Linked DNA regions of Mus musculus: region 1 is linked to region 2. Evidence: chromatin contacts called from public Hi-C data. All regions are on one chromosome and are shown on one strand. Each heading gives the region's core, a stretch centred on a gene start, on an enhancer-like site or on the middle of the called end of the contact. The rest is flanking DNA. Distances are from core to core; before and after follow the strand shown.

Region 1 (2,700 bases), core at 14-2,513, 140 kb after region 2:
TATAGGCAACAATGAAATATTATATCCAGGTCACTTATGAAGAATGGCTTTGGAACATGAAGACAAACTTAGAATGAATATAAATAGCTACAGAGACAGAAGAGGAAGTCATGAAACAGCCTGTAACAATTCCATGAACGCAGAAGCTGCGTCTGCAGTGACTGACAGAAAGCACTCAGCAGTCACCTTCCAGAACACACAAATGACCCTGAAGGTCTCAACAAGCACTCACAGCAAGCAGTACAAGAAAGCTGTCTTTTCCCTCCATGTCTATCTGTACTTGCTGACCTTGGTATAGAACTATAAACTAATACAAGCAGTTCTGGCATTTAAACATCAAAAGCAGAAGTCTGAAATACAAGTAAGAAAACAACCCCATGAAATCTGCTGTGAGTCACCTTAACTGATTTCTTGGCGTATTTCTCCAAGGCTGTGCCCTGGGATTTGAAGATTTTCACATTGGCTTTCAGTAGGTCCTTCCTCTCCATGCCTTCCCTTCTTGGCATGGAGCCCACTAGGACAGCCACATCCAGGTCTTTGAAGGCAATCTCTTCTTTGTCCGTTGCAATGACATCTATGGACATGGCAAACAACACACAGTGCTACTTAAATGACCAAGTTGAAGTTTCCCCTTTCATATTGAATCTACTTATGTTTTTAAACTGTGCCAAATGTTGATTTTCATAGTTCACATTGATGCACTTTTCAGAGACCTAAAGATAATACACTCACTTAATGACCCCTAAGAACACAGCAGAAAGTCAATAATTATTTTGTATTTTTATATCAATAATTATCTCAATTAAAATAGCTTTATGTTTTTATCACTTACATAATTAGATATGATGCAGCATTTGTTTTTTACATATCTATCTATATATCTATATCTCTATGGAGATATATCTATATCTATGGATATATATATGTATATACATCTATGTGTGTATATATATGTGTGTATACACACACACACACACACACACACACACACACACACACATATATATATATCTCCATGGATAAAACAAAAGAAAAACTGACTCACCTAATCTTTAGATTATAGTTATTCCAAGATTTAAGATACCAATTGAAAAAATAATGTTTACCAGGGCATACTCTAATAGGGATAATGCAAAGGATTGTATTCTATCAAATGTAATCTTCACATTTCACAGATGAAGAAACTAAGGCATAAGGGAATTAGTGCCACTCTGATAAGATAGGGAGGTTGGTCCAGAGTTCAACTGGAACCCAGTGTCAATCTGATAAATATATAACTTGTTTTTTGATCAAGGAACATGCAATGTTGTTTTCCTTTGAACATATTAAAAAGGCCATAGCTGAAAGTCAGCATTTCTATCTGTAACGTTTTAGGCTAATAAACCCATCTCAGTCAGGTTGCTGAGACCCCAAACGGAGGAATGTAAGGAAAAAAAAAACTATCTGTGTCCCTTTTCGGTCACGGTTTCCCTTTGCTGCCACATTTACAGCAGTCTGAGGAAACTCTGGGCCATTAGTGACAGAGGACACAGCAGAAAAAGGGCTGTAAATAGAAATGCCGCAGAGGGACCGCCTCGGAAAGGGCTGTAAGGAAAAGGAGCCACAGAAAGGCTGGCACAAACAGGAGCCACCCAACAAGTGACCTGGAGAGTCGCTCTTCTAGGAAATGTCTGATGGGACACGGAGTTAGTTCATGCTTTCCCTCAAGCTGGGCAGTTTAAGGACAGTTTACCCATCTCAAACCTGTGCTTGGCAAATGGAAGAGGAAATATACAAGGAACAACTAATGCCTAGAGCAGCACCCAACCTGGAGAACACCCCTTGGAATGGAAAGTAGTCTGTTATAGGATCCTACTATTACTTCTAAATGACTTCAAATAACAGCACAATGCAAACAACCTGGATGTAAAATCCTTGAGCATACTATACTTAATTAGTATTATAAATTATATGTAGGCATGAGGGAAAACAAGCCCTTGACTTGCCACCGATTGCTTCTTGCTTTTGTACTTATTTGTTCTTGGTATTTGCGTTAAAAACAGTAGTGTAGTTCAAACAACAACAACAAAACACTTTTGTGAAACAATTTCTGACAATCTTTAATACAAATCTTTAAAACAATCTATCTTTAGTAAGCTATGCAGTGCTATACCATCTGTTTTCTTTGACTTCCCAACTCACCCTGCAGAAGGGGAAGGGCACAGTCTTGCAGTTCCATCAGGACACCGTCCAGAACACCCATCATGGGGGTGATGTCCAACAGCACAAGAATGATGGGCTGCCAAAGAGCAAGGACAGCAGGCAATGCGGTTATGGTGAAGGTCGGGGTGGTTACTGCATTCTCTCTCACACAAAGTCCCACCCTATTTTTGTTTGTATATATTTAGTTCCCACTAATTAGTCATAATTATGGAAGAGAGATGCCATAGCTTGCTTAGTAGCTGCAGGTATGATTTCTCTTTATAAATAGCTAACAATAGATGACTACGATATCTGACATGAAGAGAAAGTTCAATTATCTGTAGGTCGAGAGAAAAAAATTAACAAAGACTTTAGAAAAGGATTTTAGCATACATATTTTAGCATTGTTAGAATTACGGGTGCCTGTTTCCTGTGGTGTAGATTTCACATCTGATTATTTGGGCTCAAAACACCAAGATTAGAAACAAAGGACAGATTCTACAACCTTTTCAAAGGCCC
Region 2 (2,700 bases), core at 176-2,675:
GCAGATAGAGCACTCATATACCTAAAATAAATAAATAGAATAAATCTTAAAATTTTTTTAGCATTCATTCATTCATTCATTCATTATCAGAGTACCCAGTTCAGAGGCCTAATAAAAAAATTAAAGAGCATAGTGTTGGGTTATATATTTAGATCTTACAGAAGTTGAATCTCAAGTTCTATCAATCTCTAAATCATGTAACAGAAGAGTTCCTTGTTTTAACAGCTAACCTTGTTGGTTTCTGTTAGCATTTTGTCTAGGCTCCACCCCTTAGTTACCAGGCCACAACTAGGTTCCCCCCCCTCTTTCTTGCTCTCTTGTTCCTGTTCTGTCCCCAGTTCCCCCTCTCTCTCCACATACTCATGGCTGGCCTTTACTCCTCTTCTCTCTCTCTCTCTCTCTCTCTCTCTCTCTCTCTCTCTCTCTCTCTCTCTCTCTGCCTTTCTCTGTGTCTACTACTCTCTACTACCCCATACCCTGTGGCTGGTCTCTCAGGGGGAAGGGATGCCTCAGCATGGGTCCTCAGAGGCACCCCTTTCCCTTATACCTGACTGCATATCCACCAAAAATATTATTCTCTCCTTATCCACACAGAAGTGGCAAACCCTGTTGAGACCCATGATCTTAAGTATAAAATGTATTTTAACGGCAACCAGCCAATGAGGTGCCGAGATGCATGTCAGAATAGGATGCTGATGGAGGCACAGGAAATCCTAAGAATGTTTGGGTGCCATCTCCATTTAACAAATGAGTAGGAGAGCAACCTACTGACCTCAACTGTAATCATGTCAGGATGTTTCTATGAATCTGCTGCAGGAAAATGTGATTGGCCTCTGGCGTCCACGGGTTCAGGGTACTAAGCTAGAGTTTACACCTGTATCCTCTGGATAGTCCTAAGGCCTGGGCCATGTAACAAAGGTCCTTCTTGCCAGACAGGAGTGTTCTTTAGCAAAGATTGTTTTAAGAAAAACGGTTTGTTTGTTTGTTTGTTTTGTTTTTTTGGTATTTTGGATTTTGGTTTTACTTTCTGTAGGATGGTTAGAAGGACCATCATGCTTTCTCTATTCTTCTAAGCAGCCATAGCATTACCTCTCCCCTCCCTTGTCAGCCAAAGAGAAATAATTACTCCGCAAATCCTATAAAAAAAAATCCTGCCAGCTGTAACTGGCTAGTGGGTAGAAAGCCCCAGTTTCTTAGTGAAAACTCCAATTGAACACCACGTGGGCATACAGAGACCACCACGTCCCTTTTGTCATTCTCTGCTAGTTCTAGTATGCCCAACAGGATGGCAAAGTCCTGACTGCACATCAGCGATGAGAAAACGTAGTTCTTCTGGAGATTCATCAACAGTCATATCATTGGCTCTAGGCAGAATGTGCTCAGCGTTGTCACTGAAGAGGCAGCCGCAATAGTTCCTCTTGGCAAACTCCAGTGCCAGCTTTATGGTTCTGCCAAGTTCTGTGGTAAACACTGGAGCAAAGTCCCATGGGTGGGAGAGGAAAATGCCCCATGTGTCTCCCAGAAGCTGTAGAGACATGGCAGCCTGGAGGCATCTCTCATGAAGGGATTGCATTAGACACAGCTCTGTGGAGACATCACAAGGAGAGTGGTTTCTATACTCTCCACCCCAAAGTCAGAGAAATGCACTGTCACTTCTGAGTTCATCAAATCCTTGTTTCTCAGAGAAACCCTTCCTCTTCCTCTTCCTGCTCTTGTTCCTCCTCCCAGCCACTCCCCCTCTTTTGGTGTTTTGAGACATGCTAATCATGTGTCCCAGGCTCACCTCAAATCTGCTATGTAGCTGTGCATGTCCTTGAAGTTCTGACCTTCCTGTCTTGTCACCTGGATCTAAAACATCTTCTGAAGAAGTGCTGTCACCTTGCGAGTGTCTTCTTTCAGTGCCCCTCTTAGTTCATGTACTGAAGCACATCATCGCCATCATATGTTAAGTCTCTCTCCTCAGGAGAGGGAAGATAGCAGCTCACCACACCATAGCACATCTCTCAAATACAGGCACTGAATTCCAACCATTGCTTCTCTTCTCCCTCCCACAACCTCAGCCCTTACTGGTCTTCGTTCCCAAAGCCCGAATTATTGTTATTGGTTTTCTGCTTTTGTAATGAATGAAAATCTTGTCACCCTTTGGCCCTGAGAAGTAGAAAATTCGTAGTTTTAATTTTACATTAAGAAATTAAATACAGGACAGGCAAGATAGCTCAGCCGACAAAGGGCATTGCTGCTAGGCTGGAAGGAGAGAGTAGGCTTCTACATATCGTTCTATGACCTCCACTAGCCTATTATGGCATGCATGTGTGCATATGAGTGGTTTTGCACACACACACATACATAGAGAGAGAGAGAGAGAGAGAGAGAGAGAGAGAGAGTAAATGTAATTTCAAAGAATTTAAATTCAAACAGACATATGAACAGACATGGATTAGTTTTGTTCTGCAGACCACCATTTTCATGACTTCTTTTCTTAAAGGGCAGTACAGCACTTTTCTATGGAAAGTACATTTTTGTGTGTGAAGCATGAAAAATTTTAATCTTGAGCTCTATAGCTGTCAGAGAAATGAATGGCTGTTCTGTTTTGAAATGGAACTCAACAAATAGAAGGACTGGGTATACCTCCTCTCCTGTTGGACTCCTCTTTGTGAGTCTGGTGTCTAGGCAGCTGGAATAATTTCTCTTTGGGATCTG

The links. Hi-C and Micro-C count contacts between places; a contact is called where the count stands out from the background.
Region 1: a Hi-C map of liver shows a contact between it and region 2, with 2.7 times the contacts expected there. The contact joins two enhancer-like sites. A contact is called at or near these places in 1 of 484 Hi-C or Micro-C datasets (liver) and 1 of 9 other capture datasets (adipose tissue).

What each region holds. Positions count from the first base shown.
Region 1 is chr11:21,563,643-21,566,342 of GRCm38.p6, forward strand. Mdh1 (malate dehydrogenase 1, NAD (soluble)) reads right to left here. Exons shown (of 9, transcript NM_008618.3): 3 at 2,182-2,278; 4 at 399-574. Among named protein-coding and RNA genes, the nearest start is that of Mdh1, 6.9 kb to the right of the region's middle. Within about 2 kb of position 1,264, at least 30 of the 459 cell types and tissues checked have an H3K27ac peak or open chromatin away from gene starts, as enhancers often do. A contact at or near this core is called in adipose tissue and liver, where this site is marked.
Region 2 is chr11:21,424,261-21,426,960 of GRCm38.p6, forward strand. No RefSeq gene overlaps it. Among named protein-coding and RNA genes, the nearest start is that of Ugp2, 55 kb to the left of the region's middle. Within about 2 kb of position 1,426, at least 61 of the 459 cell types and tissues checked have an H3K27ac peak or open chromatin away from gene starts, as enhancers often do. A contact at or near this core is called in adipose tissue and liver, where this site is marked.